Linked DNA regions of Mus musculus: regions 2, 3, 4, 5, 6 and 7 are each linked to region 1. A link is a contact called in public HiChIP or PLAC-seq and promoter capture Hi-C data. All regions are on one chromosome and are shown on one strand. The core of a region is the stretch at or near the end of the contact, and the rest is flanking DNA. Distances in the headings are between cores, read along the strand shown. Region 1 holds the start of Pitpnb (phosphatidylinositol transfer protein, beta). Region 2 holds the start of Ttc28 (tetratricopeptide repeat domain 28). Region 3 overlaps Ttc28 (tetratricopeptide repeat domain 28). Region 4 holds the start of E130006D01Rik (RIKEN cDNA E130006D01 gene). Region 5 has its middle 18 kb from the start of Gm36434. Region 6 overlaps Ttc28 (tetratricopeptide repeat domain 28). Region 7 overlaps Ttc28 (tetratricopeptide repeat domain 28).

Evidence for each region. Promoter capture Hi-C pulls out the DNA fragments that hold promoters and counts their contacts. HiChIP or PLAC-seq counts read pairs in DNA pulled down with a chosen protein or histone mark.
Region 2: an H3K27ac HiChIP or PLAC-seq map of embryonic stem cells shows a contact between it and region 1, with 7 read pairs. The contact joins the promoter of Ttc28 here to the promoter of Pitpnb in region 1. A contact is called at or near these places in 15 of 39 promoter capture datasets (the 3T3-L1 cell line, 3T3-L1-derived adipocytes, the C10 cell line and 8 more), 5 of 484 Hi-C or Micro-C datasets (the G1E-ER4 cell line, LSK cells, embryonic stem cells and 2 more), 28 of 115 datasets of contacts at active chromatin or transcription factors (the SCID.adh cell line, T-cell acute lymphoblastic leukemia, acute myeloid leukemia and 18 more) and 3 of 9 other capture datasets (adipose tissue, embryonic stem cells and macrophages).
Region 3: a contact with region 1 is called in an H3K4me3 HiChIP or PLAC-seq map of embryonic forebrain, with 3 times the contacts expected there. The contact joins the enhancer-like site here to the promoter of Pitpnb in region 1. A contact is called at or near these places in 16 of 39 promoter capture datasets (the 3T3-L1 cell line, the C10 cell line, the HPC-7 cell line and 9 more), 18 of 115 datasets of contacts at active chromatin or transcription factors (the SCID.adh cell line, T-cell acute lymphoblastic leukemia, acute myeloid leukemia and 10 more) and 4 of 9 other capture datasets (adipose tissue, embryonic stem cells, liver and 1 more).
Region 4: a promoter capture Hi-C map of stem cell-derived epiblast-like cells shows a contact between it and region 1, with 3 times the contacts expected there. The contact joins the promoter of E130006D01Rik here to the promoter of Pitpnb in region 1. A contact is called at or near these places in 5 of 39 promoter capture datasets (the 3T3-L1 cell line, embryonic stem cells, liver and 2 more).
Region 5: a promoter capture Hi-C map of hippocampal neurons shows a contact between it and region 1, with 2.0 times the contacts expected there. The contact joins the enhancer-like site here to the promoter of Pitpnb in region 1. A contact is called at or near these places in 4 of 39 promoter capture datasets (embryonic stem cells, hippocampal neurons, liver and 1 more) and 2 of 115 datasets of contacts at active chromatin or transcription factors (embryonic stem cells and epiblast stem cells).
Region 6: an H3K27ac HiChIP or PLAC-seq map of thymic regulatory T cells shows a contact between it and region 1, with 6 times the contacts expected there. The contact joins the enhancer-like site here to the promoter of Pitpnb in region 1. A contact is called at or near these places in 13 of 39 promoter capture datasets (the 3T3-L1 cell line, the HPC-7 cell line, HPC-7-derived erythroid cells and 7 more), 7 of 484 Hi-C or Micro-C datasets (CD4 T cells, cerebellar granule neurons, cortical neurons and 3 more), 13 of 115 datasets of contacts at active chromatin or transcription factors (astrocytes, craniofacial prominence, differentiating embryonic stem cells and 9 more) and 3 of 9 other capture datasets (adipose tissue, liver and macrophages).
Region 7: an H3K4me3 HiChIP or PLAC-seq map of forebrain shows a contact between it and region 1, with 4 times the contacts expected there. The contact joins the enhancer-like site here to the promoter of Pitpnb in region 1. A contact is called at or near these places in 8 of 39 promoter capture datasets (the HPC-7 cell line, HPC-7-derived erythroid cells, cranial neural crest and 4 more), 5 of 484 Hi-C or Micro-C datasets (cerebellar granule neurons, cerebellum, cortical neurons and 2 more), 8 of 115 datasets of contacts at active chromatin or transcription factors (astrocytes, embryonic forebrain, embryonic hindbrain and 5 more) and 2 of 9 other capture datasets (adipose tissue and macrophages).

What each region holds. Positions count from the first base shown.
Region 1 is chr5:111,328,652-111,332,281 of GRCm38.p6, forward strand. Pitpnb (phosphatidylinositol transfer protein, beta) reads left to right here and starts at 2,046. Exons shown (of 12, transcript NM_019640.5): 1 at 2,046-2,182. The coding sequence starts at 2,163.
Region 2 is chr5:110,877,986-110,881,615 of GRCm38.p6, forward strand. Ttc28 (tetratricopeptide repeat domain 28) reads left to right here and starts at 1,818. Exons shown (of 23, transcript NM_001267622.1): 1 at 1,818-2,003. The coding sequence starts at 1,920.
Region 3 is chr5:110,896,473-110,900,102 of GRCm38.p6, forward strand. The region is part of intron 2 of Ttc28 (tetratricopeptide repeat domain 28); the gene reads left to right. Among named protein-coding and RNA genes, the nearest start is that of Ttc28, 18 kb to the left of the region's middle. Within about 2 kb of position 1,844, at least 50 of the 459 cell types and tissues checked have an H3K27ac peak or open chromatin away from gene starts, as enhancers often do. A contact at or near this core is called in embryonic forebrain and stem cell-derived neural progenitor cells, where this site is marked.
Region 4 is chr5:111,759,669-111,763,298 of GRCm38.p6, forward strand. It overlaps E130006D01Rik (RIKEN cDNA E130006D01 gene), which reads right to left and starts at 2,060. Exons shown (of 4, transcript NR_045834.1): 1 at 1,968-2,060.
Region 5 is chr5:111,679,880-111,683,509 of GRCm38.p6, forward strand. No RefSeq gene overlaps it. Among named protein-coding and RNA genes, the nearest start is that of Gm36434, 18 kb to the left of the region's middle. Within about 2 kb of position 1,687, at least 36 of the 459 cell types and tissues checked have an H3K27ac peak or open chromatin away from gene starts, as enhancers often do. A contact at or near this core is called in hippocampal neurons, where this site is marked.
Region 6 is chr5:110,977,420-110,981,049 of GRCm38.p6, forward strand. The region is part of intron 2 of Ttc28 (tetratricopeptide repeat domain 28); the gene reads left to right. Among named protein-coding and RNA genes, the nearest start is that of Mir701, 25 kb to the right of the region's middle. Within about 2 kb of position 1,887, at least 281 of the 459 cell types and tissues checked have an H3K27ac peak or open chromatin away from gene starts, as enhancers often do. A contact at or near this core is called in the HPC-7 cell line, adipose tissue, astrocytes and 15 more, where this site is marked.
Region 7 is chr5:110,994,977-110,998,606 of GRCm38.p6, forward strand. All of the region lies in intron 2 of Ttc28 (tetratricopeptide repeat domain 28), which reads left to right. Among named protein-coding and RNA genes, the nearest start is that of Mir701, 7.4 kb to the right of the region's middle. Within about 2 kb of position 2,010, at least 21 of the 459 cell types and tissues checked have an H3K27ac peak or open chromatin away from gene starts, as enhancers often do. A contact at or near this core is called in cerebellar granule neurons, cerebellum, cortical neurons and 3 more, where this site is marked.

The DNA of each region.
Region 1 (3,630 bases), core at 796-3,295:
TCATTTATATGTAATAATAGTGATAAAAGACCTTGAGTTTGGGAGAGAAGAATGTGGTCAGACATGGGAGTGTAGGAGAGGGAGGGGAGAAATGAAGTTATTATTATATATCAATTTTAAGAACTATATGAAATTAAAAAAGTTATGTGTATTATTTCCTGGAAGTGGAGTTACAGGTGGCTTCCTAGTCTTCTGCAAGAGTAGTCATCTCTTCAACCTCTCTTTGGCTTTCCTTTTTAATTTACTGTTGCTGATCCCTGATAGTTTTTATATGGTTTTCATTCAAAAACCTTCTATTACCATGTGATATGTATAGGTGCTTCATGTAATTTTGGCTTTTTTGTGGTGTTTAAGACTGAACTCAAGCTGGGCGGGGTGGCACACGCCTTTAATCCTAGCACTTGGGAGGCAGAGGCAGAGGCAGAGGCAGAGGCAGGCGGATTTTTGAGTTCGAGGCCAGCTCTGTCTACAGAGTGAGTTCCAGGACAGCCAGAGCTATACAGAGAAACCCTGCCTCAAAAAAATCAAAAGGACTGAACTCACTGCTAGGACATTAGGCAAGTACTCTATAAACTGAGCTACATTTTCAGTCCCTTCCTACTTTTTATTCTCTAAACAGTCACCTATCTTTGGTTGTATAAATTAAGTCTCTACAAGATTCTTTATTCCAGATTTCTTGAAGTCAACCAGCCAGGATTCAGGTCCAGGGCTTCATCTTCAAAGTCCAACCCAGTTTCCCAAATCGGGACAACTGACCTATGCTCTGATATCTAACAAAATTAAGGAACACTTGGGACTGGGGTTGGAGAGATGGCTCAGCAGTTAAGAGCACTGGTGGTTCTTCTAGAGTATCTGGGTTCAATTCCCAGCACCCACGACGTGGCAGCTCACAACTGTTTGAAACTCCAGTTCCAGGGGATCTGACCTCATCCAGGTATACATGCAGGTAAAACACCAATGTACATAAAATATAAATAAATCAATCACTAGAGAGGGGAAGAATATTCTTGAGACTATTTCTAGTTTTTATGAAAATATTTTCAAGATCATTCGATGAGGGAAAAAATATGGTTTGACACAAAGTATAGAGAAATCAAATTTACCTAAAATGCCCGTTGACACAAAGAAGATTATTCCTGCAGCTATCCAGCTCCCTAGGAATCCCACTAAAAGGTCCTTGAATCCCAAGTTACTAAGTTCAGTGAGTGAGGAAGCAGAGGGCAGTCCAAGAGCAGTACTTAGTCACTGTTTCAAAATTGTTTTATCAAAGTTGTTAGGTCAACTAGTGCTTAAAGCCCGTGTTGGGACGGGCTTCTGATTGGTCTTAGTAAAATTTAACTTTCATTCTTCCTGTAGTGAGTTCTTTGCCCCGAAAGCACATAATGAAAAACCAATGCCTTAGACACGTAGAATTCGTCTAGAATTAGTCTACCCAACTGGGTCTGGGTCTGTCTCATGCAAAATTGCTTTTGTTGAGGATTCAATGTTTGGACAGGGGCTCAGTTGTTAAGAACACTGGGGGTTCTTGCAGAGGACCCAGGTTTGGTTCCCAGCACTCACATGGCATTTCACAACTGTCTGCATCTCCAGTTACACGTGAACCTCAGTATGCATGAGACACACAGGGAGCAGACACAATACAGGCAAACCAGATAGATGTACCCTTAAAAAGGTTAGTTAGGACAAGGGGCGAACACATCAGGATTTTAACACCGGTCTGTCTGGGTTTCTAGAACACGCTCCTGCTAAACCTGAGGTCGTCCTCGGCTCCCACACCTGTGCGAACTCAACGTCGTTTAGGGTCCCGACTGGAGAACTCACTGGAAACCATAGGCTGCACAGCGCCGTGAGAGACTAACGCTGGCAGGAGGACGCCGCGCTTGCTGCCCCACTGCTCGCCGAGAGTACGCAGGCGCGCTCCAAGGCTCACCAGCGCGCCAAGGGGCCACGCAGCCGCAGTGGAGGCCTCGTGCTCCGTGAGCGGGGCGTGGACTGGGCGGAGTCAGCTCCCCCAGGCGCGCTGACGCAATGGCCGGCGGCGGAAGGGCGCGGACGCGCAGGCGCTCCCGGGGCTCGGACGATTGGGAGGCGGGGCTACGCTTGCGTGTTGCGAGGCCCGGCGGTGGCGGCTGGCGGCGGCGGCTGTGAGGGGTTCCCGGAAGATGGTGCTGATTAAGGAATTGTGAGTGGGTCGTTGGGCTCGAACGAGGTTCCGGAATGCGGGCTGGGGAGGATCGGTGGGCTCCGCGAGGAGGGCGCTCCCGGGTCGCAGTTGGCTCCTTCCTGGAGCCCCCAAGGCCCTGTGCGGCGCCGCCGCCCTCCGCAGTCAGCGCCAGGGTCGGCGGTGCGGCCGGGGCTCTCGGGGGAGCCGGGAATGCCGGGCGAAGGGTCGCCCGCAAGTTCGAGCCCGACCCACCTCAGGCTCAGTGAAGCCCACTCTAGATCATGCCCCTGCGGTCGCTCTCAGACCCCTCATCTCTAAGATGGGGAGACACCGGCCCCACCTGCTTCACTGGGTTCGGTGCGGGGTTAAACACATGGTGCTTAACACGGCAAATAAAGACTTTTCCCAAGTTCGTCGGACTGGTCCCGTCATTCTGTTGGGAAGTTGTGGCTTCCCCCTCTGCTTAGAGCCACGGACATCACAGGAAACCGTGGTGGCGGGGAATGTTCAGCTGTCATACCTGAGCCGGTGTCCCTTGTGCAATTTCAAGTGTGACCCATTTTGTTGTTGCTGTTCTTCCTCGGCCCTGGTTTAATTTCAGATTCTTAAAAGAAGCAAAAAAAAAAAAAGACGTTAAGTTAGCTGTCTAGATTCCTTGCCTGTATTAACGTCAACCTTGTAAAAATCACTAACAAGGTTTCTCTACTTAACACTGCCCAGATTCTATTTTCTGCTCATATGTAATTTTTTTTCCTTGCCCATTCCAGCATTACAAGACCCCTTGTTCCTCTGTCGCTCTGTATGTTGGCTTTCCTTCTCTTTCTGCTGACTCGAATGCTTTTTCCTCAAATCAGTAGCTCACCTTAAAGGTCTTGGGAAGTGTGTATTGTTTGTCTTTCTGACTGTTCGCCCTACATTGTGCAGGATACTCACTCTGATACCTCCATTTTTTTTGGATCAGTCTTTAGTACATAGCACATCTTCAGCCAGCATTTGGTGTTTTTAAAGATTTGCCTGTTTATATGTGTATTTAAGTGTTTGCCTGCGTGTGTGCATATGTGCTGCGTTCATACAGTGCTCTTGGAGGTAGTAGTAAGAGGGCATTAGGCATTGGATCCCCTGGAACTAGAGCAAGAAGTGAGCCACCGTCCATGGGCTGGAAACTGAACCCAGTTACTCAGAGCAGCAAGTCCTCTTAGCCGCAGAGCCATTTCTCCAGCCCTTCAGCAAACTCTTGTTAAATGAATTGGTGACGATTCTTTTTCACTTTTAGGAGAACACTTTTAATTACATTTGTATGGAGAGGGGTGTACAGGGTAGTACACCGAGTGCTTTTGGAGGTCAGGGGACAGCTTTCGAGTCAGTTCTCTACTCCTATTAGGGTCCTGCACCTGAAACTCCAGTCATGCCTTTGCCTGCTGGGCCATCTCTGGCCTGAAGAAGTACTACTTTTTTTTTTTTTTTAG
Region 2 (3,630 bases), core at 568-3,067, 450 kb before region 1:
GCAAACAGTTGTTCCTGTGAATGGCTGTTGGTAGGCTCACTCCCTTGGGAGGCCGTTCTGAGGTTCCGCTGGTCCAGTGCAGAGGACAAATGGGAAATGAGTTGGCTTGAGTATTTAATGCAATGAAGGTAAGGAGGACAAAAGAGTGGGTGCCAAGACTGCATGGCAGGATTCTGGAGGAATGAGAAGCTAGGGGAAAGGAAGTCCTAGAGCTGGAGAAGTTTAAGGTAGGGGGCCTGGTGAGAAGAGCCAAGAAGAGCCCATTGTTAGCCTAGAAGAGCCAAGAGTAATTGTTAAACTGAGAGCGCCTAGGGGCTAGCATGTACTTTGATATGCTAATATGCACCAGGAAGAGCCCCTCTAACAGACTCTGGGAACCCTTTTCTTCAGTAGATTGGTTCCTGTCTTAGGGTTTTATTGCTGTGAACAGACACCGTGACCAAGGCAACGCTTATGAAAAACAACATTTAATTGGGGCTGGCTTACAGGTTCAGTGCTTCAGTCCATTATCATCAAAGAGGGAGCACAGCAGAATCCAGGCAGGCATGGCACAGGCAGAGCTGAGAGTTCTATGTCTTCATCCAAAGGCTGCTAGTGGAAGACTGACTTTCAGGCAACTAGGGTGAGGATCTTAAACTCATACCCACAGTGACACACCTACTCCAACCAGGCCACATCTGTTCCAACCAGGTCACACCTCCAAATGGTGCCACTCCCTGGCCCAAGAATATACAAACCATCATAGTCCCTCTGTGGAAAGACTGCACAAGAATCACAGACTGAAGACTCATGTCATATTTGATCCAGGTAGACAAGATCCAAGGCAGAAAGGTATGCCTGAAGGTGAGAGAGACCTTTCCCGGACTCTGTTACATGATCAGGAATGTTCAGGACTCAGTTACATGATCAGTGGTGGTGCAGGCCTTTAAACCCAGCACTCGGGAGGCAGAGGCAGGCGGATTTCTGAGTTCGAGGCCAGCCTGGTCTACAGAGTGAGTTCTAGGACAGCCAGGGCTACACAGAGAAACCCTGTCTCAAACAAAACAAAAGAAAAAATCATCAGGAATATTCTTTTTTGTTTACTAGGTTAAGTTCTCATCACTGTGTATGATAAAGATGAGAGGAACAAACAAGTATGTAAAAGTTCCAAGAGTAACGAGGCAGTAGTGCACGCTTTGAGGTAGCCAGAAATCCGCCTGCCTCTGCCTCCCGAGTGCTAGTTTTTTTTTTTTTTTTTTTTTTTTAATGTAATGTGCATTGGTGTTTTGTCTGCATACATATGGGTGTGAGGCTGTCAGATTCCCTGAAACTGGAGTTGCAATTGTGTGTTGTCATATGGGTGATGGGAATTGAATCCTGGTTCTCTAGAAGAGCAACCAGTGCTTTTAACCGCTGAGCCATCTCTCCAGCTCCAAGTTCACAGTTTTTAAGGAGACGAGGCGCTGCACTTTTTCCAGGGATCCCTCGGTTCTTAACTGCTCGAAACACAAGGTCTGACCTTCCAGAGAGCCACTCAGTAAGGACAGCATCCTTGGATGCAGGAGGTGGGTTTCTGAAGATTCGATCCTAGCTAGATAAGGGAGGGCGCCGACACAGGCCAAGGAGGCCAGCGTTCGCCGAGTCACTCTACTCTGGCGCCTTCACGGGCCGGGCCCCGCGTGGTGCCCTCCGGGTGGTCCGCAGTGCGGCGGGGGGCCGCGCAGAGCCGGGAACAGCGAGCGAACAGCTCCGGGAGGGCTCAGGCCGGGAACGCACTTGCGCGGTGCGAGCTGTCTCGGCGGGCGCGCGGGCGCGTGCGCGGTGAGGGCGGGGGCGCTCGGCGGCGCGCGGCACGGCAGGAACATGGCGCGCGGGAGCGGTGCGCGCGCCTAGCTGGCGGGACCGTTAGCTCTAGGCAGACGCCGACGGGCCCCGCGGGGATGGAACAGCCGCCGCCTCTGGCGCCCGAGCCGGCCTCGGCGCGGAGCCGCAGGCGGCGGGAGCCGGAGTCTCCGCCGGCGCCGGTGAGTGTGAGCGGGGCGCGGGCCGGGAGACTTTCTTTGTGAAACTCTGTCGGTGCGAGCCGGGCCGGGCCTCGGCGGCCGACGATGACCTGCAGGCGGAGGCCCCTCCGCTCGTCAGGGTTCGAGCCCCGCAGCGAATCATTAGGCAGACCCTGTGCATCATCTGCCTGCCTGCCTCAGTTTCCACGGCTGTGTGCTTGGAATGCACTGGGCACCTAATCTCCCGCACCTCCTCTTCCTCGACCCCGCCCCCTCGGAGCGGGACGGGGCTGGGGTGCGGGGCGGGGGCATCCGAGTCCACCGGGGCGGCTGGGAGGCTCGGGGGTCCCCATCCCAGGTGTGGTTGCTAGGGAGTGGGCTTTTGGTCCCTAGAAGGCTACAAGGTTGTTGGTGTCTCACCACAAGCAGGTACTGGAGAGCTTTAGGTCTACCTGGGCTTCCAAGTGTTTGGGTGTGTCTCTCAGAGTGAGGGATGCTGAGCAAAATGGACTTTTTCCTGGCTGGAGTAGTGTAGTCTTTCTCCCTCTACTCTGTGGTGTGTTTTCAAGCCACTAACTAGCCGGGGTATAAAGTAATAATCTGGAGCCACATACTGCACCAAGAGACACACGCACAAAGTGGTTTCCCAAGGCAGAGAAGGAAAATTTGAATTTTTAGCAAGTTTTCAAAGCTGTGACTGGGGGTGGGATGGGGGGCGGTGTCTGGCGAGCTGTAAAGTGTCCCATAAGCAGACAACTTTCCCTGCATGGTACCTAGTATGTAGTAGATGTTCAGTATGTATTTGTAGGACTGAATGATCCTGGGGTTGCAATTTAGGAGCCCTTGAGACACTTAAGATGTCATTTGAGATAAACATCTGTCAGTCTTAACTTCATATGATTTTTCTCAGCACCCGGGTTAACTTTTGTCGCTATTTATAATGTGATATTCCCAGTGTACTTTAGTAAAAAAGAACAAGGTATATGTTGATTAGGGTCAGCTAGTATCCTGGCAGGGTATAAAGGGTCAGCTCTGTATATCGATTAAATTCTGAGGGTCAGGGAGATAGATAGACGTCTCAGTGGGTAAAGGGGTCTGCTACCATGCCTGAGCACCCGGGTTGGATTCCTGGGACTCACACAGTAGGATAGACTGGACTCTGGCAAGTTGTCCTTTGACCTCCCTGCCAGGTGCAAAAAAGCACACACACACACACACACACACACACACACACACACACACACATACACACACAATAAAATAAAATAAAATAATTAAATCTGAATTTTAAAAATGTACTATTTCCTTATCTTCATTTAAGAACATTATTATTCTAGTATTTTGTTTTTCGAGGTAAACAGTTACATTTTCCCTTAAAAATTTAAAAGTATTTTTATGTAAATGAGTGTTTTGTTTACATGGATGTGCGTGTAGCAGAGGTGAAAAGGACATCGGATCCCATCTGGAGTTACATATGGTTATGAGCCTCGAAATGGTTGCTGAGAGCTGAACCCTGGCCCTTTGCAAGAGCAGCTAGTGCTTTGACCCCCGAGTCATCTCGTCTCTAATATTTACATTTCCATCATGCAAATCTGGATTATTATTTATTCAAGAAAGTTGGCAGTTGCTCTTTTGTATGTTTTTTTTT
Region 3 (3,630 bases), core at 594-3,093, 430 kb before region 1:
AGAACACTACCATGATTTTTGGGCCAAATTTGAAGCAAGCTGTATTACATACTAGCCAGGAAGGTGGACACTGGCCAGGTCCATACCCCGGATTGCTAGAGAATGGTAGCAAATTACGTTAGGCAGGCGCTTTTAAAGGCAAAACCTACAAGGCTTCGCACACACCCTGACCTTCTTCCTGCCCAGGTACCTTCCACCTAAATGTGTACATCCTGTGGAGTCGGGGAAACCAACCTTGTTATAGAAGTCAAAACACATAGTTTGTTACCTCATATGAGCAGCTCCCAGCATTCCAGGAAGTTATCTGTCCTTGGGCAAGTGGGCTTACAGGTTAGAGGCCTTTTTGTTTTATATAGCTCACTTATGCATAGTAATTAAAACTTAAAACATAACTTTAACCCTCATACATCATGTCTGGGAGCATACAATAGGCAGGCAGGCATGACTTTGTGCAGTAGCTGGGACCTTAGATCTGATCCACAGCAGGAGGCATTCTAATGTATGAGCCTTTGGGGGACATTGTCTTTTAAGCCACCACAGTTTCTAAATTTGCCTAAGAAGTTAGACCAAGGAGGCTGCACGCTAATTACAATCTCATGCATGTGTACACTCACCTTTCTAAAACACCCAAAGTCTCTTGACTTGGGTTTTGTAAAATAAATCACTTGTTTTCTTACTCCAGAGGCAAGAAACAGAATACAAATCACCATCAAAGTAGAACCAACAGTTCAGTGTTGGCTGCTGAGGGCTTGGGAAGCCGCAGGTCTGGGCTCTGCCCTTCACAGGCTCAGACTGGCTGTGCACAGCAGCTGCTGCCACCTTCGGTAGTCATCCCATGGCACTGCACTTACAGTTACAGTCTCTACTGCAGTGGGGCTGCGCTGTCACCAATAGCTTCTGCTGGCTCTCCTTGGGAACCCTAATCCTGCTACACAGTGCCAACCCTCGATTTTTCTCTATGCAACATCACCAAAGCCTCTCTTGGTTCCAAGCCTCAGCTGTTCTCTTTGACTTCAAACCCTGGACCACCTAGGAGACTCCTACACCTTTCAAGTTGAATGCAAAGTATTGCCCCTTTCTGTTCTGCGGCTTCTGTGTGCCGACCCTGAGGAAACACTTCCCAGAAGATTATGTATGCCTCAGTGATCTCTCCCTCCTTTCCCCTCCCCCTCCCTCCCTCCTCTTCCCTTTCTTTTTTTTTTGAGACAGGGTTTCTCTGTGTAGCCCTCGTTATCCAGGCTGGTTTCAAACTTGTAGAGATGGCTTGCCTCTGCCTCCTGAGTGCCCTGCTTGATTCTGGCCTTTTCTTACTCACAGCTGCTTGATTATTCAGCCCCAGCTGACAAGAACCATAGCTACTCCATTCGAAATATCAAGTGGTCTCGATAAAATGTTTTAAGGGATTCTAAACTTTACCATTGAAACTTCAAAAGCTAGGCCTCCATGTCAGCACCAGTCTGCACAATAGCTTCTAAAGCTCTGAGCACTAGATTGCATTTCTAGACCAAATTTTCAGTACCCTTTTTAATTCTCCCCCAAACTAGCAATATCTCATGAACCTGGTACCATAATTGAGTTTATAGAAACATTTCCATTTATGTGAAAATGTGCTTTTAAAAAAATCTTTCTTGTGGAAGCAAAAGTGAATTAGAAATTGTAAGTAAAATCTAACTTTTATTTACACTTGATTTTTTTCATGATGTCCCTTTATAAAGTGATTTTGTAAATGAAAATAATTTTGAAATGCTGTACAGGGAGAAAGGGAAGGGAGCTGATTACATATTAGGGTGGATACAGAAGTAAGCATTGTGACGGATCGCTAGGCAACAGGCTGTGGGGATGTAGCATTTCTCATTTGTGTCGTCATGTAACCACGGTGGAGCCTGAGCTGGGTTTCTTGTTAATCAAGTCCATCTGTTGGTCCAGGAACACACTTTCCTCAGGGTACTGGGTTGCGTTTCCCTCGTTCCTACAGTGTCTTAAACTGCTACTGACATACTCCCTGAAGTGGACTGCTGGACACAGCCCTGAAACCTTCAGAACAAAGAACGTGACATGACAGCATTAAGGTTTCAAGTTTTTTTTTTTTTTTTTTAATAAATAGAACTCTTGTTTTTAATTTGATGAGCAGGAACTTTCCAACTCTAACCCTCTCTTTACAATCTGTTTTTAATTTGCAAAAAAAAAAAATTAGTGGTGCAATTTTGAGACATAAAATTGTTTAATGTACACACACACACACACACACACACACATATATTAGGTTTTTTCATTCTCTAGTCGTATTATCCCCAAATTCAACATATTATTTCAGAGATTTCACTGCTTTTTTTATTTGTAGCTACTTCATTTTCCACTTTCATTGCCCATTCATCAGTTAGTTGATGTACGTTGTTCTAGTTAGGGTTGCTATTGCTGTGACGAAACACTGTGACCAAAGCAAGTTGTACAGGAGGGGGTTTATTCGGCTTACACTTCATCTCACTGTTCATCATTGAAGGAAGTCAGGACAGGCACTCTGTCAGGGCAGGAACCTGGAGGCAGCAGCTGATGCAGAGGCCATGGAGGGGTGCTGCTTACTGGCTTGTTCCCCATGACTTCTTAGCCTGCTTTCTTATAGAATCCAGGACCACCAGCCCAGGGTTGCCCCATCCACAATGGGCTGGGCCCGCCACCATCAGTCACAAATTAAGAAAGTGCCTCATTTGTTATAGAGGCATTTCCTAAATTGATGGTCTCTCCTTTCAGATAACTCTAGCTTGTGTCTAGTTGGCATAAAACATGCCAGTACAGGCATCTAGGCTGTTTCCCAATTTCTGGGTCAAGACAGAAATCAAGAAGGGAATTACATTTTTTTTTTTTAAAAAAGAACTGAGTGAAAATTGAAATATAGTTATACCCAAATCTATGGGACACAATGAAGGTAAACACTGAGCTCATCGCACAGAATGTCTGAATGAAAACCTGGAGAGACTTTAAAAAGAAAAGATTTATTTATCTTATGTATATGAGTACACTGTAGCTGTACAGATGGTTGTGAGCCTTCATGTGGTTGTTGGGAATTGAATTTTTAGGACCTCTGCTCACTCTGGTCTATCCTGCTCCCTCCGGTTGGCCCCACTCGCTCAGGCCCAAAGATTTATTTATTATTATACATAAGTACACTGCTGCTGTCTTCAGACACACTAGAAGAGGGCATCAGATCTCAGTCCCAAAGATTTATTTATTATTATACATAAGTACACTGTTGCTGTCTTCAGACACACTAGAAGAGGGCATCAGATCTCATTACGGGTGGTTGTCAGCCACCATGTGGTTGCTGGGATTTGAACTCAGGACCTTCAGAAGAGCAGTCAGTGCTCTTACCCTCTGAGCCATCTCACCAGCTATGGAAAGATCTTTTAAATAACTTAATGAAATCTTTGAAAGCTATGGAAAAAGAAATGATACCCAAATCTAAGAGTCAATCTTGGGGTGAAATCAATGAAATGGAAACAATCAAACACGAATACAAAGTATCAATGAAATGAAGAGTTTGTTCTTAGAGAAAACAAGATTGAAAGCCTTTAACAAAACCAATGGAAAGATACAATGAAAGGATTCAAACTAATAAAGTTATGATGAAAAGGA
Region 4 (3,630 bases), core at 810-3,309, 430 kb after region 1:
TATTCGGTTTTTACAATGTCTCTGCTGGCCACTAGCCAAGCTGTCCATATCTCTGCCATCAGCCTCCTCCCCTCCCCGGTGGCAGTGTCCCAAGGCCCCTTGGCACCCTCCCCTCCCTCTAGTTAAAGCCTTCCATGCAGAGCTCTGGGAGACACAGGGAGAAAGGGAGGATGGTGTGTACCACAGGATTCCCTTGAAGGCCATTTTCGGAGCCTCTGCATGCAAGGAAAGTATGGGAAGACAGAAAGGATCTCCCAGAAGGGATAATGTGGGAAGCAGAGGTGTCTTAACATTCATGTTTCATTCCTGAATTCAGTCCCAGAAACCCCATGGCATGTGTGCATCCACCAACACCACCCACACAAACACAAATGTATGTATGTATGTATGTATGTATGTATGTATGTATGTATGTATGTAATAAGGGTCAGTTTGGGTTGACTACCTGACGTCAGGCCCAGAAAGGGGTCAGATTTTCTAAGGATAAAATCATTTTTTTCATTCAACCAATGTTCGTGGGGAATACTATGGATATGCCAACCATTGTGTTGGCTGTTGGGGACAGAAAGTGACTGAATCCTGGCCTGTCCCCTGAAGATCCAATGCAATGAGGAAGGGTCATGGTAAATAAATAAATAAATAAAGAAAGAAAGAAAGAAAGAAAGAAAGAAAGAAAGAAATAATAAAAGGAAGCAGCAGAAGTTTGAAGAGAGCTAAATTTAACTAAAGGGCTTGAGACAATTCCCAGGATCACAATTGGCTTGAGCAGGTGTCTGCCAGGCATAAGGTACCATAGCAAGCATAACAGTATTTCTTTTCTCAGTGCCCAAGCAGACATTGCTAATCTGTTCCAGAGCACATGATCTCAATGTGGCTAGTATACTGAGCCAGGGAAGCAACGTGTAGGAAATGAGGCACCCCATTAGATTCTCCATGCTGCTTCCCATTGAATCTCTACCCCAAACATGTTTCTTACATGGCAGAGCTGAGGCCTCAGACTCAGACAGTCCTGTGTGAGGTCACAGCTATCTTAACTCCGGTTCAGTCTCCCTCTGCAGAACTGCTTGGCTGTTTCAGAGTATATAGTCTAATTCCACAATGTTATTTCCTGCTCCCTTGAGGATCAGCTACCTCCCACGCCCATGAATACAGGGTCTCGTAGAGCTTTTTCCCGGTAGCACCTCTTTCCTTTTGGCATCCTCTTAAGGCTTAGATGTCCATTGAGTGCTCTAGCATGGATTAGTCATGTCTGCCAGGATCAGGTAAAAAAAGCAGTGGTGTACCTGTTAATGGTCTTTCTAAGTCTGGGCTCATGAAGGCATTCCCTTTAACTCTGACTTTGTAGGACAAAAACAAAAAATTCCTCTCACCCTAAGGTGAGCTTTACTAACAGAGCAGAGGGGTTCTTATGACATGACATGTTTACCAAATGAGAGCCACCCTAGAGCTGAGCCTGGCGTCTCCTGGGTCTTTGATTTGCTCTGGATCCCCAGGGTCATTCTTAGCTGTGTGTCTGCCTGTTCCTGCAGCCGCTTCTTATACAAAGCAACTCCTGTCCCGATGAGGTGAGTGCCACAGCATCAGAAGGGCAGAAAGCCAAGAAAGTCTCAAGTCTCCTAGGAGCAGAGGCACAGATCAAACACAAAGCCATCCTGGCCCCTCCTACCACTCCTCTCACTGGTTCTTGGCTATTTTTCTGGAGGGGGCGGTCACCGATCCTTCCCCCCATATCCCAGACCTTCACACCTTAAATGACAAACCAGCGTGTATCAACCGCACCCCCCCTGAAAAAATTCCAGCAAGATATTAATAGATAAATAAAAATAGCTTCCTTGAGAAAGAGGAAGCCACTCAGCGAAATGATTCGTTTCTGTGCGTAAACTCATGAATAATCTTATGCGCAGTCCCCCCCCCCCCCAACACAACCCCCCAAGGAGCCAGCTTGGCTTTGGACTCCAGCTCCTCACCCTTGTCCCACGTTCCTTCTGGAAGGTCACCTCCAACCTCCTCCGCAGCCCAGAGCCCGGTGGCTCTCGTGCTAAGTCCTAATGTCCCCTCCCAGGACCACCCTTCCCTTTCAAGGAGACATTTCGTTTCTGGTGCTATGGAAACGCGTGGACATCTGAATGAAAGGCGGGGCTGCACTCGGGAATCACCAAGCAGGAAGGAGAGTCGATAAGATAATGGTGTGTGTGGGGGTGGGGTGGGGGTCTCCAGGCCTTGGCTTTGTGAACCAAACCAGCGACCAGCTTCTGGCTTCTTTGGTGTCACATTTTAGCCTACCAGCTGCCTCGGGAGCAAGATGATCCACTCTGCCTTTTTTTTTCTTCTTCTTCTTCTTCTTAAAAAAAAAAAAAAAATAAGATTTATTTTTTTATTTTCCCTCATGTGTTGAGGGAGGAAGCCCTGACAAGGAGGAGTGACAGCCCGCTAATTATTCCCTTACTGCCACTGCTGTTCTGGCTCTGGACGCGCTGCTCATTTCTCCCGGCTCCTCGCTGAATAATGCATGCGCCCCATCCGTATGCGGGCGGCGCCTCCCGGGACTGCAGTCTAACTAGCTGATAACTGATTCAGTTTGTAAGCAGGGCCGCTGGGAGTTGCAAGGAAAAGTAGCCAAGAACATATTCAACACTTCTCTCTGGTTCCTGGCGAACATCAAGGAGAGGCAGGCTGGCGTGTTGGTGGATGTGGGCGGGTGGTCCTGGGAGGGTACTTGACCCCACTCGAGAAGGACGGGCCTTGGCTCTGGCTGTGAGAGAGAGGGTGTGATCTCAGGGAGGCTATTAATGCTAAACACAGTTATGGTTAGTCAACATCTTAGTATAGACAGCTATGGTCTAAGGTTAGACTCTAAAAATGCATCCTTTTGTGGTAGAGTGATTCTCTTTACACAAACTACGACAGTTACAGAGTCTTAGGGACACTTATTTATCTAGCATCGTGGACTATGCCTGGCAGTCTGTCATAAGAACCCAGGAACAGCAATTCGTTGTACCAGCTAGCTACTATACTGCTACTACTACATGATAAGTGGTCTCCGCAGATCACTGGTCACAACAGCGCTTACTGCTCTTTTTGGTTTAGGGGTCTGGGGAGCCCAGGCTTGTGCTAAGTTCTGCAGTCCCTTCTGGGGCTCAGCTATAGGCTGCAGGCTGCAGGCTTCAGGTCTGAGTCAGACCTGTCCTGAGGTCTCATGGCAGGGCCTAGGCAAGAAGGGAGAGCTCGTGCGCCACAGAAATACAGACACACACTTCGGACCTCTGTCTTTGACGGCATGATGTCTACTAACAGTCCGGTTAGTAAAGCAAATTCCATAACCACATTCGTCAAAGAGGGGCTGGAAGGAAGGCCAGCACTGCCCACCAGCCTGGCCTCTTTGCAGATCTGCTACAGGGCACATAGCATCCCTTACTCATGCTGCTGCCCCTGGCATTACCAGGACATGCTGAGGTTCCTGCACTGTGTGGGGTAACCTGGAAGCACTGCTCAATTGTTGACCTGCTCCCAGCAAGCAGGTGGGTCCAGCCTTCTTTAGGAATTATGGGAACACTTAGCTCCTTGTCATCCAGTCTCTCTCTCTATCCAGGAGGTAATCGACAGGACTCCTGGGCTGGGGCAGCAGCAAAG
Region 5 (3,630 bases), core at 437-2,936, 350 kb after region 1:
GGGAACACAAGTATATGGCACAGGTCTACACATGGACCCTGAAATATGGCAGGGCCAGGTCACTGTGTGTGCAGCCAATAGACCTAAGTTCCTGTATTCCAGTCTACACACTATATAACTCCTCATGAGGCAAAGTGAAGGGTTTCTCACTCAGGTGTGAGCTATGGTTGTCACCCAGAGGATTAGAAAATGTGCAAGGCTGGATGCTGGGGACAAACAGATCCGAGGTTGGACCTTCAGCTCTGTCCCAGTTCTTTCTGTGACCTGGATCTGTGGCTTTCCCTCCCAGAGCCTCTGTTTTCTCTCTTGAAGCTTGTAACATTGCATCTCTCATTTATAGATTTGGGTGGGTGGGATGTTAAAAATAACAGGTACAGAACACTAAACCCAATGCCTGGAATGGTGAACATGTTCAGTTCACAGATGTGTAAAAGCCCCATGCACCAATGGGCCTTGAGTTTGGAGCACACCAGGCTAGGGGCTGACTATCTGAGCCTGCCCCATGCATGTGTATATCTGTCTACTCATCTATCTATCTACCTACCCACCATCCATCCCTCCATCCCTCCATCCAGCCTCTTACCTATCTGTCCACCCATCCATCCATCTATCCATGCATCCATGCATCCATCCATGCATCTACCCATCCCCCCACCCACCCATCTATTCACCTACCCACCTACCTGTCCATCCATCCATCCACCCACCCATCCATTCACCTACTCACCCACTTATCCATCCATCCATCCATCCATCCATCCATCCATCCATCCATCCACCCAACTGTCCATCTCTTCACCAGAATTTTTTCTTTTCTGTTTTCTTTCGAGACAGGGTTTCTCTGTGTAGCCCTTGCTGTCTTGGAACTCGGTCTGTACCAGGGTGGTCTCAATCTCAGATCCCAGTGCCTCTGCCTCCAAAGTGCTGGGATTAAAGGCGTGCGCCTGACTTTGAGAAATGTTAATTGAGAAAATGTGTACACCTGATGTTACAGTTAAAGTAGACAGTAATGAAGAAAACCTGTCCCCCATACTCCCCAGGCTCTGATACTCTAGAGGAAGAGACACCGAATCCTTAAGGTTTGCAGCTGCTTCAAGGGCTAAGTGTGTTCCTAAGTATGATGAGGCCAGAGGAGGTCTCCTGAGGGATTGGTATGAGACCTGGGCTGAGAAGGACGGATTAAATACTAGCATTGAAGAGAGGGGAAGCGTATTTCACTGGGGCTGCACGTGCAAAGGGTTTGTGGCAGGCAGAAACCTTCTGGCCACACATTCCTGCTGTCTGGAGGGCAGAAAAGATCTAGGGGCCTGGCAGGTATTAGTCCCATGGCCACAGGAGAATCTTGACCTTTACTGTAGCACACTGGAAGCCATGGAAAGATAGAACATGAATTTTTTGAAAGTTCATTTTGTAGCCCTAAGCCTGATACGGGCGGTGTTGGCCTCAGGATCAGGGACAGGCACAGGTCTGACCCTGGCCAACCTGTCCTGGAGCCCCAGGACACTGTCTACACTGAGAAGACTATGACAGCCTGAACCCTCCAGAGGCAGGAACCCAGAACCCCTCACCCCAGCCAGTGGGTTCATTTACATGATCCTAGCTTAATTCATCCAGGGTATGTAAATGTATGCAAACCAGCATCCAGGAGAGGCAAAAATAGCAGGATGCATTAGCATGCCTCGCAGGAACATCGTTTTATGCAAATGGTTGCTGGGCCTACTGAGTGGGCAGAAAGGGGCATCTTCTCATCTCCAAGAGGGCCAGCTTCCTGACCCGCCCTGGACCCTGGCCAACTCTGCCATCAAGGGCGGGGGCAAGCGGGGAGGTCACAGGTACGGGGACAGACAGAATGGGAGGACCTTGGAGGGCTGCTATCCTGGAGTCTGGTGAGGTCCCTAGGATGGTGGGACCTCAGTCAGCTGCTGTCCTGGCTAGTCTTTGCCTCCACCCTGCGTCCCTCCTCCCTCTCTGCTCTGGCTAGTCCTCCTCACAAGCCTCCCTCTGATTGCTTTCCTGTACTGGCTTCTCTGAGATCAGACACAGACCTCCCACCCCTGGCAGCCTGCATTGTACATCCTGGGCACTGGTTCTGCTTTTCCAGGCCTCACCTCTGTCCTTCTCACACCTCTTGCCTCTGTGCCCCCATCCCCATCCCCCGAGTCCCACGCCAGTGTCTGTCTGGCTCTGACATTCCCTGTCACTTCTCCTCAGCTGTCTCCCCGTTTATGTTTCTTTCTCTGCCTCTGTCTCTCTCCTTGTCTTGCTTTGTCTCTGGCTGTTCCTGTCTCTTATTCTTCCCCTGTCTGCTTTTTCTCTTCTCTCCATATCTATTTCTGTCTCTCTGTCTGTGAGGCTCTCTGTCTGTCTGCTTCTGTCTGCAGGTCTCTCCTCCCTAGATTTTTTTCGTCTCCTTTTCTGTGCTTGTCTCTGCTCTTTCTATATCCACCCCCCATCTCAGGAGACCCCCTCCACTCCATCTCAGGAGACCCCCCTCCACCCCATCTCAAGAGACCCCCCTCCACCCCCTCTCAGGAGACACTGAGGGACTGCCCCCCCAGAAGTACTCCTTCCTGCTCCTGGGATCACCAGAAGATGTGTGGCCATTTGGGGGAGACATGGGGTCTCCCTACAACCCACATTCTGGTGACACCCAGATTCTGGCTGCCATCCACATCAGGAGGGCTGGGGGCCTGAGAACCCTTTTGAAGCTAGGGCCCTTGCTAGCTGAGATTGCCTGGGTTGGGTGAAAGCCAGGGATATGGCTTGGTAGTGACTGAGATTGGGTGATAGCTACTAAGTAAGGGCTGCCTCTTTGCCTCAGTTTCCTTTGCTGAGATGTGGTCCTACTGTGGTCCAAGTCAGGGCTTGCTGCGACTCAGCAACATTGCTCTCAAGTGTATGTCACCCATCTTGCCTTGACTTCCACTTGTGCCTATTGGCCTCAGTCAACCATCTTGCCTTGATTTCCACCTGTACCCATTAGTCTCAGTTTCCCCACCTGGAGACCAGTCCTGCCATTAGGTCATAGGGTGGTGGTTCCATAAACTGTCCTTTTCCTTCCTTCTCCAACTTTGCTGGTGGGTTCCTGGCATCTCTGTGCCTCAGTTTCCTTTTTTGTGGTACAGATGATACAAATTGCCTTCTGAGGTCTCCTGGACACACTGGACTGAATGGGGGTGTCCTATAGGTGACAGATGGTCAGTGTCAGCCCCACAGTGCCACCAAGTGGCCATGCAGGTCACCATGGGGCAGCCTTGGGTCTAGAGTTGGGGGCAGCTATGTTTCTGACCTGTGCCAGGCTCTCCTGGAGCCCTCAGACCCATATGCAAATTATATGAAGGATCCATCCAGGGGCCCCTTGTCCTGCAGAGGCAAGTTCAGACACCAGGTGCTAGACCTACTTTACAAATGCTGGGTGACATCAGGATGGTGTACTCACCTCTCTGAGCCCTGCTTTCCTCATCACACCAGACTGCTGTGGGGGGATCCCTGAAGCAGGAAATGGCTGATCCAGGGCTTCCTCCCCACTCCCCTCGTTCATCAACACCCACTGTATAGTATCCATACGGGGCCAACAATGACTACTGTAGTAACAGCTTGTCCCTAAAGGCTTAGCTCACAGTGTAGGGG
Region 6 (3,630 bases), core at 637-3,136, 350 kb before region 1:
CTGTGTGTTTCAGTTGAGCAAGCAGCCTCCCATGGAAGGTGGAGTGAGTGAGAGTCACTGGAGGTTGGCTATTTGGGGTGTTTTAGTCACAGCCCTGCTGCATCAGATTCCCTGCATAAGTAGTTCTGATAGTTGATGAAGAATGTTGAATGCAGTTAACAGTGTGGGCACCCCTTAGTAGAATAGTAATTTCTAATGCCAATTGTATTAGCATCTACCAAAATAACCTTAAGGGGGAATGGCAGTCAACAGGTGTGTTGGATAATACATGATAATAGTATTATATACTATCTTGTATTCATGAATTAGTCAGCATCCATAAGATGGAATTTTTGCACAAAAGAGGAATAAAACTCAGGCCATCTATATCTGCCTATCTATCTATCTATCTATCTATCTATCTATCTATCTATCTATCTATCTATCTATCTATCTATCAGTCATCTGTCCAGTCTATCCATCTATCTGGTTTTTCCAGGCTGGGCTTCTCTTTGTAGCCCCGGCTGGCCTTGAACTCCAAGATCTGCCTGCTTCTGCCTCCCAAGTGCTAGGATTAAAGGCGTGTACACCACTGCCCGGCTGCAATATTTTATAGTAATACAATCAGTGCTACTCAAGCATGGTGGTCTGTGCTTGTAGTTCCTGCTCAGCTACTCAGGAGGCTGAAATGGAAGGATGGCTTGATTTCACAAGTTCAAGACCCACCTTACTTATATAGTAAAACTTTGTTAAAAAGCGGTTTAATTTAGAGAAGCAAATAAAATGTATATATAAGTTTATTTATGATAAAGTTTCTGATTAACTTTTTTTTGATCGAGATCTCAAATCTCTTCTTTAAATCAGAATTTTTAGGGCTTTCAAAAAAGATTAATTTTAAAATTTATTTTATTTATGTTGTGTTTTGCTTGTTTGAGTCTCACAGTCATATGCAGGAGTCAGTGGAGGTCGAATCCCAGGCAATGGCTTGTCCTCTGGGAATAGGTCCTCAGTACAGTTAGCCACGCGGCGGCCATCTCTCCAGCCCCTCTGTGGAAGTTTGATTTGGACTCTTGCCCCTTTTACTTCTCCAAGTAGCTCATACAAATATAAGAATTCTTGAGAGGTTTCGGAGCCGGCCTGTGGACGCATATGGAACTGTAGCTTCACTTTTCTGCTGTGTAAATGTCGTGGCACTAAGACCCAGAAACTCTTTGCTGTGGTGGCTGGAGCTGGGCTGGCTGTGCTCGCACTGAAGGGAAGGAAGTCATTAGTGCAGACCGAGCTGTGGAGTTAGGTTCTTGCAGGATTTCCTTCCAGCCTTTCCCCACTTAGGTTCTTGGGAATTAAGAAAAAAAAAATCTAAACACACAAACCAAGTTTTCCTATTTACTAGGTTCAGGGAAGGTGGACATTTCGGAAGGGCAGATCCGATCCCAAGTTGTCTAAGAAGCAGAAAACTGCGCAAAGAAGCTCTGATTACAGATCTTTGGAATTTTCTTTGCTAAATTTTTACAAACGAGAAATACACCCAGAATTTTGGGAATTGCTCCAGGCTGCGTGTGAGGGTTTGATTGCTTGTCTAATCTTTTTCTTTTTTGGAGAAGAGGAGAATTCGCCAAGAGGGGCTTGGATGGCAGGAGCCCGGCCGGGTTTCTGTGGCAGCTTCTGCCGTGGGTCTCTGCTCTGAGGGGTCTGCGGCCCATCCCAGAGCTCCTGCCTGGAGCCTTTTCGCAGGCGCGGGTCGGGGAACATGCCCCGCTCCGGCCCGGGCGCGCCTCTGGCCGCCGGGACGTCCTAGCCCCGTGGGAGAGTGTGGTGGCCGCGGCACTTCGCGCTGAACCGAAGACGAAGACTGTCTGTCCTATCGGGGAAAGAACGAGGGGGTGCAAGGAGGCAGCATGACTTGCAGTCGCCGCCGCCCTGCGTCTGCCCCCAGCCCCCAGCCCACCTCTTGATGTGTCCCGGGTCGGCTGTACAAATATGATGAAATGGCAGCCCCGGAAGAAGGTGAGTGCGGCGACGGCGGCGGTGGGGCTGATGGGGAGGGGGCCCCGCGGGACCCCGGGGCCATCCGGGTCCGTGCGCCCATCGCCCGCCAAGTTCTCGCCTCCGGGCGCGCGCGGCCCGGCGGGGTGACAGCTGAGACTCAGCCCCGCGTGCTGGCCCGGAGCCGCGGCGCGCCCGCCCCGCTTAGGCCCGCAGGTGGGCGTCGGAGCGCCCCCTGCCCCGCGGGGACCGGCGTCCCGGCCGCTGGCAGCCGCTTCCCCTGGGCCCCGCTGGGGGGCGGGCAGCCCCGGAGCGAGCGCCGAGCGGCTCCCCGCGACGGCCGAGCCTCGGGCGCCGGGGCTGCGGCGGGGAGGCTGCGGGGACCTGCGGCCGCGTGGGCGAGTGCGGGCGCGCCGGCCATTGTGCGCCGCGTGTGTGCATCGATCGTGGGCAAGGGGGAGGGGGTACTTTGCTTTTTGCAAGATTATTTCCTAATATGGCTCCTTTGTTGAGAACCGGAGGAAAAAACATGCAGTGGTTCTATCAAAATAAATTGCTATTGGTCCCCGAAATAACGTTTCTAAATGTGGGACCGGTCCCTTCCTTGGGACACCGAGGGAGAAAGACAGCTTTCTTCAAGTTCTTGGCAGCCCGTGTTTTTGGCCAGGGTTCTCCTTTGCAAACTTGCCTGACTGCCACTCTTAGGTTAACCCAGCGGTTTACGGCATAGCGGGACTTTCCCTTCAATACCTCATTTGGCCATGGTTTTTATTGACATTCTTCTGAAGGAAAACACAGCGAGCTGAATGTGCCGTGCCCCTCCCCAGCCGTGACCTGTCTCTGCTAGCAGCTGTCTGGTGTTTCACTCAACTAGCTAAACTGGTTCTTTCTTTGTGCCGTGATGTGAGATGTCGGGTTTGACATCAGAACTGAAATAGAAATCATGTGTGAAGTACTGAGACGACACGGCGCTGGCTTGACTGCCAGGGAGCCGAGGAAACCGCGCTTCATTATAGGCCGGCGAATGCAAAGGTTTTCTTTGGTATCTAATTGATTCGATTTTATCCAGTGGCAGTTGTTTCTACCTCAGCCCAAAGCCACAATCACTCACATATTTGTTCGGTTCTCATCATAGGGCTTCCTTCAATGAGACTGATATAAAAGTGTATGCTGCCCCCTCCTCCCATGAGAACACAGGAAAACCCCATATAATCAAACATCTTAAACAGATGCTGCATAGACCTACAATCTTCTACATTTGTGCAATCATCAAGAGTAGTTTAGAGATCTCTGCAAACAGTGCATCCACAAATGCCTGCTTTTTCTATTTTACTCAACATGTAGTAACTCATACGGTTATGTCACTGAAAACCCCTCTGGGCACTGGGATTGCTCGAACCACGGAAGTATTATTCTTGGCAGCCAGGTGGATTTCTGGACTCTGGAAGATTCTGTTTCAAGTGTTAAGATTCACTGCAGTATTTACTCATGCCGTGACGTTTAGATGGCTATACCAGAGATTGTGTCTATTTTCTGTATTCACAGTCACAAGGCATCATGGTATGAGGATCCAGATATCAGTCTGGAGAGCTCATAGAGGCCGAGCTGTCCGACTGTGTGTGATTATTTGTTGGTGGCTTGAGAGCAGTTCTTGTACACTGAACG
Region 7 (3,630 bases), core at 760-3,259, 330 kb before region 1:
ACAGCCAGAGAACCCCAGTCATAGGTCAGTGTGGACCAAGAGTCAGGGCAGAGTAAGTGACTGCGCTCAATTAAGGCAGAAAAGTGTGTGAAAAGGAAGCAGTTGATACAAATTCAGAGCCCTCATTTGCAGGTCAACTTTATGAGTGTCCTGTCATTGGTCTGTTTCTGGTGACAGCTGAGGATCCCCAGGACCTTTAATGAATTATGTTATCTTATATAATGTTTACGAAAGAAAGCATTTGAAGTGACGGGGCTGTGACAGAACCAGTGTTTCCCCTACAGAACTGTAACTGGGCAAAGCATCCTTGCTAATTTGCATAGAACTTTATGACTTAATTTTCCAAAGTAAATTTGTAATATTTATTTGCACTGTCTCATACTAGGCTAAGAATGGATCAGGTGAGAGTGTAAAATTTTCTTTAAGATTTATTTTTAATTGTGTGTTGGGTTTGGTCTGTGCACATGAGTGCAGTTGTGATCTCTGGTGCTGGAGTTGCACCTTACATGTGCCTGTGAGGTATTCCCCATGGGTGCTGAGAACTCAACTCAGGTCCTCTGCAAGAGCAGCACCCCTCTTAATTGTTGAGCAATCTCTGTAGCTCCAGAAATGTAAAATTCTTAAAGTTAAATTTTAAAATATTATAAATATATAGGATACAGTGCCATGTTTCAATTCCCAGCACCTACTTGGCAGCTCAAAACTATTTCTAACTCCAGTTCCAGGGGATCCAATGCCATCTCCCGACTTCAGTGGGCCCTGCATGTACAACCATGCTCCACAGTCATGCATGCAAGGCATGCATGTACATACACAGGCATGCATGCTCCACAGGCAAGCATGCAAGGCATGCATGCACATACACAGGCATGCATGCTCCACAGGCATGCATGCAAGCAAAATAACCATAGGGGTAAAATAATAAAATAAAAATAATTAAAAATAAATAAAACATTACTTAAAAAAAAGAAAATCTAGAGAAACAAGCATAAAAGTTCTTGCCATAACATTCTAGTCAGGGCTGGGGATGCAGGTCAGCTGATAGTGTCCTTGTCCTACGCCTTTAAGTTTGCTCCACAGCACTGCATTAAGTCGACATGGTGGTGAATGCTTAGAATCCCAGTGTGCAGTGTGCAGGAGGCAGGAGGCAGGAGGCAGGAGGCAGGAGGCAGGAGGCAGGAGGCAGGAGGCAGGAGGCAGGAGGCAGGAGGCAGGAGGCAGGAGGCAGGAGGCAGGAGGCAGGAGGCAGGAGGCAGGAGGCAGGAGGCAGGAGGCAGGAGGCAGGAGGCAGGAGGCAGGAGGCAGGAGGCAGGTCAGAAGCTCAGAGTCACTCTTAGTTACATACTCAATTCAAGGGATGCCTAGGCTACCTGAGAAAATTGTTCTCAGAACAAATAAATATATTTTAAGGTGAGCTCTTAAATTCCAGGTTATTGACTGTGTAAACAGGTTTGCAAACACAGTTAACATTTGTGTCAGATGCACCTGGCTATGGTGCATCTCAGGACAGCTCTTGTATACCTGCTTGAGGTCCTTGGTGCAACTGAGTACCAGGAAAGGTTAACAGTCACAGAGCTTATCATGTTACCACTGTTGGGCTTTAAATACTAATGTAACACGTGTAGCTCTTATAAATGAAATCATGTGTTTATTTATACTCTGTAGCCTTTTAGAGACTACTTCAATGATAGGCTTTTAAATAGGAGCAATTTATAAATCAAGTTGATTTTCGGATGATCACAGTATTAAATATTTAGCATAGTTATAAGATACGGAAATAGTGCTGAAACACATTCCTCAGCTTATAAGATCGATAGAGAACGAGACGCCAGGTGGCACATGGCAGGCATCACCAGGGCAGCAGAAATGTGATGAAACAGGTCACAGCTGGGCTGGGGAGACTCGAGGATGGACCTGGATTTGGAGAAGAGACGCGTGGACCAAGCGTCTTCGTGGTGAGTAACACATCAGCCATGCTGGTTGGGTCTGTTGGTTTTGACCAGGCAGGAATGAGCCTCCTCCAGGCAGTGAGAGTGATGTGCAGAGAGATGAATCCCGGGCATGGTTTTCACTATGGTAAGGAATCCCAATTTGGCTGGGGAGGAGACTTGGGTTGCCAACTGAAGTCTATATGGTAATTGGCTGCAAAGATGGTGAAATTAGACTTCACGTGCTTACTCTCCTCATGATGCCCAGCCTGTAACTGGCTTCTCTCACATTTTCATATTAAAGGAAAATAAAAAGCGGAGCAGGCTGCTCATGATGGGATTTTACTTGGCTCTGCAAGGAGTTTTAGAAAAATGACAGCAGCTGTTTACATGGTTTCTGTGATTGCCCTGTGCACATCAGAATGATTTCCTCATTGTTCTGTGCACGAGCCCACATCTGATTCAGCTGTCGTTGCCCGCTTGCCAATACTACTGTGTTTGTACCTGCTGATGGGAGTAGAAACACTGTGAGTTTGGAATTCTGAGCTCTTCCGGCTATAGAATGGCACTTCTTTACTATATGTTATGTGGCACCGGTGATCAGTTTGAGAGCTGAAGCACAATTCACAAAGCAGCAATCGCTCCTGGATTTCCAAATAAAGCATTTGAAGGAAATGATATTTGCAGAATGTGCTATAGTGGTGAATTTAGAGAGTACAAGATAATTACTTGTAATTATGGCAATTTCTGTAAGGGAAATCATCTTAATTTGTTCCCACTAAGAAACAGAATTGCTTTTCTCATAGCATTGAATCTTTTTAGGAGATTAATGCCGTGTGCCTTCATTACTCTGAATGGACATTACGGCTTTTCACTGCATCTGAAATTACCCTTTTAATTCACACTTCTGTTTGAATCTCGGTTAAATGCAGTCTCCACTTATTTAAAAAAATCATATTCCAGAGCTCTTGGACCGAACTTACACATGTATCCCAAGAGAATAATACATCCCGACCAGGCACAGATGAAGCGACAGTGTGGTGAGAGAGTCTCTGCCAACTGTTCCCTGAAATGTTTAAAATTAGCTAGCCCTTAGGCTGATGGGTAATTGCCCTGGGTTCAAGGAATGCTGTCTGTGCCCGGGTATTTTTGTGGAGACAGACTCTGACTTCTTTTATTTCTAAGTATTTAATTATGCCATTTGGGAAAGGTAACTGTGTATAGGACAAATCAGAAACTGAAGTGGGAAGAGTGAATTTTTAGTAGAATATAATTAACTGGAAAAATACTGAAAAAGAAACGAGGGACATATGTCTCAGTAGGTGACAGGGATGTTAACTACAAGAGCTAAGTTACTGTTAGACTGCAGTCATCCACAAAAATGAGTGACTCCGTCATCTGAGCATCTGGGGGATGTTTACAGTAGCATCTTGAAGGCTGGGGAGACCCCCCCTCAGCAGGTTGAAAACCTGAGCTTGGAACCCCAGCATTCAGGTAAAAGCCAGGCATAATAATGTGTGCTCCTCTGAAATCCTAGCACTGGGGGAGACAGGAAGCTGGAGACAGGAGGATAAGGGGGTCAGGCCGCCAAAAGAGTAAGCTCCAGGACATGGCAGACTGTCCCGGCTGTCCCTAAAAATAAAGTGGAAGTGACATTGATGTCTTGCCCTTAAATGCACATGTGGGGGTTGTGCAGATGCAC